2 separate regions of the Pan troglodytes genome follow, and region 1 is linked to region 2. Evidence: chromatin contacts called from public Hi-C data. All regions are on one chromosome and are shown on one strand. The core of a region is the stretch at or near the end of the contact, and the rest is flanking DNA. Distances in the headings are between cores, read along the strand shown. Region 1 overlaps PEX14 (peroxisomal biogenesis factor 14). Region 2 has its middle 36 kb from the start of C1H1orf127.

Region 1 (6,282 bases), core at 2,860-5,359, 430 kb after region 2:
CAAGACTCCATCATAAAAAATAAAAATTAAAAAAAAAAAAGAAGGAAAAGAACAGGGAGCATTTCATTTAAAAACGATCCTATGCATCTGAATATATTGTTCTTTTTCATTATAACTAGCTACTTCTAAAATTAGTTCAGTTGGATTTAAGGATTTGACAAATGTGGAATATAACCACCGACGCCAGTGCAGGTTTCCAACCAACACCCCTGAAGTTAATGCTGGGATTCTGCTATGCTTCAAAGCAGGCGAACATCAGGGATCCACCCCACCTTCATTAAAATTCCACAATCTGTCTGCCATCCTTTGGATAAATCCACAGAAGTCCCTGTTTCCCTGGCCAGGTGTTTCAACACCCAGCAATGCTCATGTCATCAATCAGGTGACTTAGTCAAGTGCCACAGTGTTGGGTATCAGAAAAAAAGATCCGGAAAGTCCCGGTCTGAGAGCTCTAGTCCTTAAAAATTTAGACTTGGGCCAGGCACGGTGGCTGACATCTGTAATCTCAGCACTTTGGGAGGCCGAGGCGGGCAGATCACGAGGTCAGGAGATCGAGACCATCCTGGCTAACATGGTGAAACCCTGTCTCTACTAAAAATACCAAAATTAGCCGAGCGTGGGGGCAGGCACCTGTAGTCCCAGTTATTCGGGAGGCTGAGGCAGGAGAATGGCGTAAACCCGGGAGGCGGAGCGTGCAGTGAGCCAAGATTATGCCACTGCACTCCAGCCTGGGTGACAGAGCAAGACTCCGTCTCAAAAAATATATATATTTAGACTCAACACCCCACCTAAGCCATAAGACTGAGCAGAAATTCTAGTATGTGACACCTCTGGAGAGAAACAGGTTAACACGATCAAGCCTCTCTTCTGGCAATACACATGTTGATGAGGTCCTGCAGTCCACAGAAGACTTGGAAGTCAAAGAGGTCACAGGTCCCAGAGACCACAGAAGTCAGAGGTCCCACGGGCCACAGAGGTCAGAGATCTCACAGGCCACAGAAGTCAGAGGTCTCACAGTCCCTGGAATTCAGAGGTCCCCGGGTCCACAGAAGTCACAGTCCCATGGTCTATGGAAGTCAGAGGCCCCACAATCCACAGAAGTCATAAATTCTACAGTCCACAGAAGTCAGGAGTCCATAGTCCACAGATGTCAGGGGTCCCTCCATCTCTAGAAGTTATAGGTCCTACAGTTCATGGCAGACTTTCCTAGGAAAGTTTAAACTCTGATGTGCATGGTCATTTCCATTTCTAAACCCTACACAAAAATCTGAGGGGAGACACAATCAATCAGATAGCATTAAAGCTGGAAAGAACGCACCATGATGTTAGCAAAAACCACTTCAACTACTCATGCCATTAGAGTCATCAAAGGGGGGAGGCAGGAAGGAAGGGAGGGACAGAGAAAGAGACAGTAATGAAAGAGAAAATAAGTCTGAAAAGAAAGGAGAAAATAGAAATATAAAAGATTAGAAAAAACAGGAGACAACAAAATAAAAAAGACAAAAACCTCACTTTGGCATTTACAGTTTAAAGCTTTCAGGGCATTTTATGAAATGACAGTTGCAATAAAACAAATAGAATGGTGAGTCATCTGGGTTCCAACTTCTGAGTCAAAAGGGGCTGTTTCTAGACAAACCAGCAGCTCTGCTGCCTGCACATTTAACGATACCTATCGGTGCACTACAGCTACGGAACAGGATGTGGAGAACGAGGAGGTGGGAGTGAGCATTGTCTTTACTGGTCCCAGTGTCATTGCAAATAAAGACTGTCAAGATTTAAACCATAATAATGGAAAGGCTATAAAGGTCTCAGTTATAATGTTTCCTCTGATGTTCCCTTTCATAAAAGGCCTCTTTATGTTGCCTGCGTAGCAGTCATCCACTGAACATCGGCATATGTGTGGCCCAGTGGGAACGTTGCACCCTAAGTTCCTAGCAGGACGCCAGGCAGCAACTGTGCAATCCAACTCCTTGGCTCATCATCTCCATCGCACATAAGTGAGCACACACACTCACTCATTCCACAAATATGTATGAGTGCCTATTTTCTGCCAGGAGCTGAGCAATACAGTATATGCCCAACCCATACAGGGCTTAGCAAAGTGCCTAGGTGCCAAACACCCAGGAAACACACACGCAAAATATATACGGCCATACAACACAGGGACTCCTTTCCTACTTTGGCACCTAAAAGTCTTACATAAGTGCCTGGCAGCCTAGCAGGAAATGGGACTTTTCCTTCTCCATGCCAGAGCAAAGTAGATAAGCTGGAACACAAATCAGATAAATGCTCAAAAAGGGGGCTTAATATGGTGCCCACAAAGACTTGCCTTTACTTGGACACACCAGACAAAAATGCACAGAAACCTGCTGTTTCAACAGAATTATTTATCTGCAGCCTGCCATCTAACCATTCTAGGCACCAGGGAACCTCAAAGGAAAATACAAACAAAACCTCTGCAAATTAATACTTTGTAGACATGCCAAGGAGGCATGAACTAAGAAAGACACCAGCAGCACATGTAGGGATGAAATGAGGCTGAAACCTGTAAACCAGGGAGCCGTGTGATGCAATTAGAGATGCCAAAGTCCAAAATTAGGAAAGGATCGATCTAGTCAAGCCCAACTTGGTGGCAGGTAGAGAATAACTCACATTTCTAGGTGGGCAGCCTGTGCCAACCACAAACCATCCCTGGGCTGCCTTCCCTGCTGATCTATAATTGGTGGGTCAGTGATGGAGCTACCAATTATCTTGAGGCCCCCTGTATTTAGTTCACAGACAAAGGGAAGCGGGAGAGACCAGTTAGTAATGAGTAAGTAATGGCCACGAAAATACATTGTATTATACAAAGCTGCTTCGGCAGGAAAAGCCATTTGGAAAATAAAGCGTAAAAGAATAAAATAAGCTGGAGAAACTCAATTTTCTCCTCCCTTCCTCCCAAAGCCACACTTAGGATAAAATGAGGTTTGTGCAGGTTAATCCTTAAGAGGTAAGAAAAAAATGATTAAATACATTAAAAAAATCAATTGTACATTAAACCAAATCCAGGAACTGCTAAAACAAACACGGCAGCGTTCCTCCAGCCAGCATTAGCTCTGCCAGTCTGGTCAGTAGGGGATACCCCCACCTGATGGAGCCCGCTGAGGTCACAGAAGACAAGCAGAGAGGAAGGGGAGAGAACCAGGGCTGGGGAGTGGGATGGGACCACAGATCTGGATTTCACTGGAACTGAAGTTATTTCTAGATATTATAAAGAAATAAAATGCCTTACAAATGGGGCTCTGGGGACCAGGCTGAATTCTTCAAAAATCCAATAGAAATAATAATAATGAGAATCATTTGATAAGCAGAAATTATAAACCACCTTACTGTCAAATGATGTGCCACTATTTCTCGTTATTTCTTCTGTTTATTAACAAATTCTATTAACTGCCATTTTTCAGACAACAGAGAGCTGGAGAGGTGAGGTTAAGAGGCATGCCTTTGCCGGGCGCGGTGGCTCACGCCTGTAATCCCAACACTTTGGGAGGCCGAGGTAGGCGGATCACGAGGTCAGGAGATTGAGACCATCCTGGCTGACATGGTGAAACCCCATCTCTACTAACAACAAAAAAAAAATTACAAAAAAATTAGCCGGACGTGGCGGCGGGCGCCTGTAGTCCCAGCTACTCGGGAGGCTGAGGCAGGAGAATGGCGTGAACCCAGGAGGCGGTGTTTGCAGTGAGCCGAGATCGCACCACTGCACTCTAGCCTGGGCGACAGAGCGAGACTCCGTCTCAAAAAAAAAAGGAGGCATGCCTTTGTCTTTCAGGAATGCCACTCTCTGCAGTGGAGCTGGATGGAAACTCCCACCCTTCCCCAGTACCCTGGGATCTTCAGATGAAAGCCTGAAAGAATGCAAACCCACAAGAAAGTGGCCCTAGGTCACCCGCTCCTCCCTCAGTGGAGTCAAGGCTGAGAATTCTTAGCTAATCCTAAATAAACCTCACATGGTTGAAATGTCGCGGCCAATTTGCTTCCCCGTGTGGACTGCAACCATCTGGTTCTGCCTGCAACCAGCCTTTCTCCTCCTGGGCACCTGCCTCAGCCACATAGCTGGAAGATCTGGCAGGCAGGAGCATTCAGAGGGCACAGTAGGAGGTGCACTTCTGGGGGAGAGGGAGCTGGGACTCACTCTGACAAGGCACAAGTTGCCCATATGTCAGTCTTGGGCCCCCAGTCTAAAAATCTGGCACATCCAAGGCCGGGCGCGGCAGCTCACGCCTGTAACCCCAGCACTTTGGGAGGCCGAGGTCAGGAGATCGAGACCATCCTGGCTAACACAGTGAAACCCCGTCTCTACTAAAAATACAAAAAAATTAGCAGGGCATGGTGGCGGGCGCCTGTAGTCCCAGCTACTCGGGAGGCTGAGGCAGGAGAATGGCATGAACCCGGGAGGCAGAGCTTGCAGACAGCCGAGATCGCGCCACTGTACTCCAGCCTGGGTGACAGAGCGAGACTCCGTCTCAAAAAAAAAACAAAAACAAAAAACAAAAAAATGGCACATCTGCAATGTTCCCCTTCATGTGTTTCTGAAATAAGTCATTTAGAATTGAAGAGAAACCTCTGTAAGACTAGTTTGGATAGGGGGAGGGAGTGGGGTTGGGGGGAAGTGCTGACAGGAAGAACAGGTAATCAACCATATGACAGTGGTATTCCCAACAGAATTAAAGACACGTGCCCATGGGGGAAAGTTTCAAAACCTCTAAACATTATTTGAGTGGGTTATCAATGTCTAGCTCTTGGCAACAAGTAAGATCTGACAGAAAGATTTTACTCTCTTAAAGACATCTCTATTCTCTTATCTTCAAAGCAGGTGAACTTTGCTGCCTTAACTCTGACAATGAGGAATTTGTGGATGTTGATAGAAACACAGATAAAGGATTTACCTGAGGGGGCAGAGAAAGTAGAAATAAAAGATCCTGGATATTGTATTTTCTTTACTTATGTGGATTCCAGTGACTCCCTGGAGACCTGCAGGCACCACTTTAAGAGCTGGAGTCCAGAGCAAATTGCTCAATTGTCCAACCTTCTCTCCGCCAGCAAGAGACAGAACAACAAGCGGCTGCTGCCCCCTAGAAGCTACCAGGGACATAGCACCTTGCTATATAGACATCACATGAAAAGATCCTATTATCTCCTCTCCATCCCATAACCTGTCATTAGTGAGGTACATGGGTGCAGACGCCTCCTCTGAGCACAAGGAGGCACACATCACCTGTGATAAATTAATAGGCGCCTTTTCAACAGCTAAGATGCACACAAAAGACTCCAACCACGGAGAGCACACTAAGGCAGCAGCCTCAGAAAGAAGATACAGAATCACCAGGCAGCACTGAGCATCAGCTGCAGATACGTTTGTGCAGCGGGCGCCCCGCACGCACGCTAGTGTGCCTGACAGCGCGGTCCACACCGCACCCATACCTGCTCTCCCCGTCTGCACAGGTTCAGCAGCATGGACACCAGCTTTCAATCCCAGTCCTGCCACTTCTTAGCTGTAGGAACTTGAATGCTCTGGGCTCAGTCTCCTCACTGCAAAATGAGTAATTCTCACAAATTTGTTGGAATCAAACAAAGTAACCAAAATAAAGACACCAACAGCGAGGCCAGAATATTACAGAGTAGAAGCCCTCCTGGCCTATGTGATCGGAGCTAGTAATTGTTCGGTTAATCAAAAAATCAGTTAAAGCAGGGAATCAAACATGGAACCTGCTCCACATACTGAAAACATTTTCTATTAACTGAAAACCTATAAACATTCAGTCACTGCTGATCTTTTGATGTAAAGCCAAGCCCTTTGCTTTGAGTGTGGGCCCACAGACTGAAGTTCCCAGACGTCTTTCTTGCATAAACCCTACCCATAACACAGCCTCCACAATTTCTAAAGCAAAGTAAGAACTTCAAGACATCAGTAAAGCAATCAAAGTACAGAATCCTTCTAGATGTTTATGATCTTCCTCTAATGTTTAACTGTCATCTTGCTCACACCTAATTTGACAGCTATGTTTTTAGCAATTCACATTTAGCAAAGCATTTAACTTAGTTTTCATAAAACCCTCTTTTCACATTTCTTTTTATAGAACACATTATAGCCAGGCGTGGTGGCTCACGCCTGTAATCCCAGAACTTTGGGAGGCCGAGGCGGGCGGATCACCTGAGGTCGTGAGTTCAAGACCAGCCTGACCAACATAGAGAAACCTCGTCTCTAAAAATACAAAAAATTAGCCGGGCATGGCGGCGCAT
Region 2 (6,225 bases), core at 2,197-4,696:
AGGCGTGAGCCACCACGCCTAGCTGCAGTGCTGAGCATTTTAAACAGTCATTTCATTCCATCTGCTCTGTGACACACAGTGGGAGGCATCTAGAATAGTGCCGGCTCACAGTAGGCCCTCAACGAATACTTAAGAAAGAGGCTTGGAGAGGGTGAGAGATCCACCCGATTCTCAGCCTCCGTGCTCTTACTGTGTTTGTCCTTCAGGGCTGGCCGCTAGGGTGGGCATCTGGGTGTTGGCAGAGGAGAGGTTTGGGGCTGCAGGTTCTGCACAGCGCACCTGCTGGCTCTTCCTGAGGGAGGCTGTGGCTGTCTCTTTCGGGTGGGTCTGTGGGAGGGCCATCCCCCAGGGCTGAGGATGTCTTGTCCACTTACCCCAAGCCACCCAGGGGAGCAACACCCTCAGCCTAGGGCCTCTTCTGCTCCCCCTGGGGCAGTGTAGGGCTGGGCCCGGCCCGGCTGCAGCTGCGTGGGGCCCAGGGAGGAGAAAATCAAAGGCAGCCCATGTGGGTCCTGCTTTCATCTCCCGGCTTCAAAGAGGTGCAAACAAACCCTGTCCCCGTGCCAGGCAGCAGCTCCCTCCTCACCGCCCAGCTTGCTCTTTCTCTTCTCCTCCTTCCCTGGAAACCAGCAGGCCTCAGTCCTGGTTCCAGGAGCACCCCAGAGGGGCCCGACTCCTGGCTGTGTGCGAGAGACTGGGCAAGGCTGGCAAGGAAGGAAAGGGGAGGCTCTGCCAGGCCGAGAGAAAGGGGGCTGGGACCCTCTCACCTGTGCACGCTCTGGAAGCTGGGGGTTTATCCAACCCAGACATAACCTGCCAATCTAGAACTGTACTGTCCAGGACTATGGCCACCTGTGGCTCCTGACACCGGTCTCCCATGTCTGAATGCCCTACAAGTAAAAGGTGCACAGGACTGCTCAGCTTTGGTGCAATCAAAGGAATGTGAAATATCTCATGCATCATTTTACCTCTGACTATGGGCTGACAGGATAATATTTTGGAGCTACTGGCTTTAAAAAAACATGTTGTTAAAATTAATTTCACTTGGTACTTCTTACTCTTTTTTTTTTTTTTTTTTTTTTTTTGAGATGGAGTTTTGCTCTGTCTCCCAGGCTGGAGTGCAATGGCGCGGTCTTGGCTCACTGCAACCTCTGCCTCCCGGTTCAAGCGATTCTCCTGCCTCGGCCTCCTGAGTAGCTGGGATTATAGGCATGCGCCACCACAACCAGCTAATTTTGTATTTTTTTAGTAGAGATGGGGTTTCTCCATGTTGGTCAGGCTGGTCTCGAACTCCTGACCTCAGATGACCCTCCCGCCTCAGCCTCCCAAAGTGCTGGGATTACAGGCGTGAGCCACCATGCCTGCTGGTTTTATTTCTGTTGGACTGCTTTGTTCTAGACAATATTCCCATGTTGTTCTTTTTGATTTTTTCAAGACGGAGTCTCGCTGTGTCGCCAGGCTGGAGTGCAGTGGCGTGATCTCGGCTCACTGCAATCTCTGCGTCCCGGGTTCAAACAATTCTCCTGCTCCAGCCTCCCTGGACGCTGAGATTGCAGGCGCGCATCCCACGCCCAGCTAATATTTGTATGTTTAGTAGTTTGTATGTTTGTATGTATGGGGTTTCACCATGTTGGCCAGGCTGGTCTTGAACTCCTGACCTCAGGTGATCCACCCACCTTAGCCTCCCAAAGTGCTGGGATTACAGGCGTAAGCTACCGCGCCTAGCAATATTCCCATTTTGCAGATGAGGGTCCTTGAGGCTCAGAGGGATTGTGGCACATGGCTCCCAGGTGCTGCTCGTAAAAATCATGAATGAATGAATTAATGCATAAATGAATGAATGCATGGATGAATGTATGAAAACCTAGTCCTGGCTGCTGGGGAGACACAGGTGAAACCTGTCCCTGTTGCTGCCCTCAAGGAGCTCCCAGTCCAGAGTCTAGTCCAGTCTAGGAAGGAGAGGTAGTAGTGGAATCAGAGACCCCTGCATTCTGGGGGACCCCAAGGCCTCTGCACAGTAGAGCGGGGAGTGGTAAGTGGCTCCTGGGTCCACATCCTGGCTTCGCTGCTTCCTGGTTGTATGACCTTGGGAGAGTTACTTAACCTATTTATGCCTCAGTTTTCTCATCTGTGAAATGGGGATGATAATAATTATCATTACCATGGAAGCAGCTCCCTCTTGGGTTTCTGTGAGGATGAAGGGAGTTAACACACTCGACTCAGGTGGTGCAGAGCTTTGCGCATAGTGTGTGCAACCTGGTAATGATTAGTTATAATTCGGGACAAATGCTGTCCATCACGTGTCACCTGGTCCTGACAGCAGCACCTGGGAGGGCTGAAGGCCGTGTCCTGCCCTGGAGAGAGAGACGCACTCCCAGCCGGTCCCAAGCTGCCACCACCTGGAGGGGAGAATGGAGGGATTCTGTGACTTTCCCTTCAAATCGTTTCTCTGGGTCCGCTTGGGCAGCGCCTGGAGTCCTTGCTCTCTGGGCTTCGTCTCCTGGCCTCGCCTGCCACCCATCATCTGTTTGCTCCATGACACACCCACCCTTACCCTACCCTATCCCAGCTCTGTCCCGGAGGCCCTGGGGCCTTTGGAAGTGGCTTTGAAGGGAAATGCCCTCCAGGTAAACACAACTTCGTCTTGCTTCTGTGCTCTCAGGACAGACAGAGCCTCTGATTTACTCCTGGTTACCAAGGACCTCCCAGGGAGGGTTGGTGGGAGGTGGAGGTGGGGAGCAGGTAGCCCAACACAGTGCCTGATGCACGGGAAGGCCCACCGCAAGAGGTGAGGGGAACCAGGCCTAGGGGACAGCGGGGTTCCTGGAGGTCTGGGCGGGACCTGGCAGGCTGTGTGTGGGCACTATGAAAGCACAGGCCCCCAAGCCGCAGGAACAGCCAGAGGAAAGGTCTGGGGAAACATCTGGGGGCAGCGAGATGATCCATCACATTCATGGTGAGCCCAGGACCCTCTGGAGCCTGGATAGACCCCAAGCATCCCTAGGACTGCAGGGGGACACTTGGGACCCACCCCTGACACAGCCTTTCAATCTAGAGCTGCTTTGTCCAGGACCACAGCCACCCGCGGCTCCTGAGCACCAGTCTTCCATGTCTGAATGAAGCTGTCAGGGACCCCACTGAGCAGGATTTGCTGAAGGCTGAGGGAAGGGGTGGGGGCTGTTCCCACAACTTGGCAGGGGTTGGGGGCACCCAGAGACGGTAGCAGGAAGTGGGATGATTAGAACCAAATGGGGCCGATGGGAACCAGATGTGATGAGGTTTTGGGGGCTCTTCCAGAGAGAGATGTTTTTCTTTTCCACTGAAGCTGTAGTTGGGGGAAGAGAAGGGCGCAGGCTGTTTGTTCCTCCCCGATCCCCCAACCTCCGGCCCAGTGTGGCATCAGGGCGTTCTGCAGCCCCAGCCGCCAAAAGGTAATGAGAGCCACACCTGGAGGCGATTTGCATAACTGCTCCTGTGGTGCCCTAGGCCAGTTTCTGGGGAGAGGGCTGGGCAGGACCTATGTGGATGTGGATGTGGGGGTCAGGGGACAACAGCCCCCAGCCCAGTCCAACCCTCCCTCGCTCAGCTTGCAGGCCTGGGGATGCTTGGGGTCCAGAGGGTGCTTCACGGTAGCCCAGAGGCTCTCGGCTCCAGAGGGTACTTCATGGCAGTCTCCCCTCCTGGCAGGCCCCGTGACTGCTCAGCCTCACTACTCACACTCAGTGCCCCTGCGCCAGCCACTTCTTCCAGGAAGCCCTCTGGGTCCTCAGGTTGGATCAGGCACCTTCTCTGGGCTCTGGAATGCAGGGGTGCCATTTCAGCTCACTGCAACCTCCACCTCCAGGTTTTGAGCCATTCTCCTGCCTCAGCCTTCCAAGTAGCTGGGATTACAGGCGCATGCCACCATGCCTGGCTAATTTTTATATTTTTAGTAGAGACAGGGTTTTGCCATGTTGGCCAGGCCCATCTCTAACTCCCAACCTCAAGTGATCTGCCCGCCTTGGCCTCCCAAAGTGTTGGGATTACAGGCGTGAGCCACTGTGCCCGACCTTCTCTGGGTTCTGACACTGGGTTAGAGCTCCCAGTATTTACTGTGGTGGATTATAACTCCCTCTCCCAGTGAGCAGTTATCCAACTTAGACACCCTCCCCAGCTGCACTCAGCACTGGATCTAATAGGGTACTGCCTGTGGCCACACCCGCCCGCCTCCTCAGGCCTCCCCAGATCCCAACCCCTCCTTCATGGACACCTTCTAACACTCTACTCCTGGGGCCACTCTGAATTATATATATATATATATATATACACACACACACACATACATACAGTAAATTGGTTTTTTAAAATCAAGTAAGTCACTTAAAAGCACTCATTGCAAAAATTACAAACCCCACAGAGGCATAGAGAGTAAAACACGAAAGACCCCTTTGCCTGCACTGACCCCAGTCACTCCCTTCCTCATGGCAACTTCTGTTAGATTTGGTAAGCTAAGGTATCCAGTCTTTTGGCTTCCCTGGGCCACAGTGGAAGAAGAACTGTCTTGGGCCACACATAAAATACACTAACACTAATGATAGCTGATGAGCTAAAAAAAAAAAAAATCACAAAAAATCTCATAATGTTTTAAGAAAGTTTATGAATTTGTATTGGGCTGCATTCAAAGCCATCCCATGCCGCAGGTTGGATAAGCTTGGTATAGAGCTTTCTAAATCATGTGTGTGTGTGTGTGTGTATGTGTGTGTGTGTGTGTGTGCGTGTTAAAAAATATACGTATAGGCTGGGTGTGGTGGCTCACGCCTGTAACCCCAGCACTTTGGGGGGCCGAGGTGGGTGGATCACTTGAGGTCAGGAGTTTGAGACCAGCCTGGCCAACATGGTGAAACCCTGTCTCTGCTAAAAATACAAAAATTAGCCAGGCGTGATGGCACACACCTATAGTCCCAGCTACTTGGGAGGCTGAGGCAGGAGAATTGCTTGAACCCAGGAGACAGGTGGAGGTTGCAGTGAGCCGAGATCATGCCACTGCACTCCAGCCTGGGCGACAGTGCAAGACTTTATCTAAAAAAAAAAAAATAGGCCGGGCGCGGTGGCTCACGCCTGTAATCCCAGCACTTTGGGAGGCCCAGGTGGGTGGATCATGAGGTCAGGAGATCAAGATCATCCTGGCTAACACGGTGAAACCCCGTCTCAACTAAAAATACAAAAAATTAGCTGGGCGTGGTGGCGGGCGCCTGTAATCCCAGCTACTCCGGAGGCTGAGCCTGGAGAATGGCCTGAACCCGGGAGGCGGAGCTTGCAGTGAGCAGAGATCGCGCCACTGCACTCCAGCCTGGGCGACACAGCGAGCCTCCATCTCAAAAAAAAAAAAAAAATATATATATATATAAATATTATATGCTATTATATAATATTTATATAATTATAAATATTAACATAACATAAAATTTACAATCTTAACCTCTTTTTTTTTTGGTAGAGACAGGGTCTCACTAGATTGCCCAGGTCTCAAACTTCTGGCCTCAAGCGATCCTCCTGTCTCAGCCTCCCCAGGTGCTGGGATTACAGGCCTAAACCACTGCACCCAGCTGATCTTCACTGTTTTTTCGTGTACGAGTGCACGGGTTCAGTGGCACTAAGTACAGTCACGTGGTTAGTTAACCACTGCCACCATCCACTTCTAGAACTTTTTTATCTTTCCCAGCTGAAACTCTGCACCCATTAAACACTAACTCCCTATTCCCCCCTGCCCGCAGCTTCTGGTAACCACCACCTTACTTTCTGTCTCTGTATTAGTCTGCTTGTGTATTGCTATAAAGAAATACCTGAGGCTGGGTAAGTTGTAAAGAAAAGAGGTTTAATTGGCTCACAGTTCTACAGGCTGTGCAAGCATGGCTCCAGCATCTGCTCCTGATGAGGCCGGAGGAAACTTCCAATCATGGTGCAAGGTGAAAAGGAAGCAGGCGTGTCACTTGTCGAGAGCAGGAGCAAGAGGTGGGGAGAGGTAGCATGCTCTTTTTATTTATTTATTTATTTTTGAGATGGAGTCTCTATCTGTCACCCAGGCTGGAGTGCAGTGGCGCAATCTTGGCTCACTGCAACCTCCACCTCCCAGGTTGAAGCCCTCCTCCCACCTCTGCCTCCCAAGTAGCTGGGATTACAGGCATGCACCACCACGCCCAGCTAATTTTTGTATTTTTAGTATAGACAGGGTTTCTCCATGTTGGC

The links. A called contact is a pair of places that touch in the nucleus more often than the background predicts.
Region 1: a Hi-C map of induced pluripotent stem cells shows a contact between it and region 2, with 2.2 times the contacts expected there. The contact joins two enhancer-like sites. A contact is called at or near these places in 3 of 7 Hi-C or Micro-C datasets (blood, induced pluripotent stem cells and stem cell-derived neural progenitor cells) and 1 of 1 other capture datasets (stem cell-derived neural stem cells).

Annotation. Positions count from the first base shown.
Region 1 is chr1:221,485,667-221,491,948 of NHGRI_mPanTro3-v2.0_pri, forward strand. The region is part of intron 2 of PEX14 (peroxisomal biogenesis factor 14); the gene reads right to left. Among named protein-coding and RNA genes, the nearest start is that of DFFA, 34 kb to the right of the region's middle. Within about 2 kb of position 4,110, at least 4 of the 24 cell types and tissues checked have an H3K27ac peak or open chromatin away from gene starts, as enhancers often do. A contact at or near this core is called in induced pluripotent stem cells, where this site is marked.
Region 2 is chr1:221,059,790-221,066,014 of NHGRI_mPanTro3-v2.0_pri, forward strand. No RefSeq gene overlaps it. Among named protein-coding and RNA genes, the nearest start is that of C1H1orf127, 36 kb to the left of the region's middle. Within about 2 kb of position 3,447, at least 1 of the 24 cell types and tissues checked has an H3K27ac peak or open chromatin away from gene starts, as enhancers often do. A contact at or near this core is called in induced pluripotent stem cells, where this site is marked.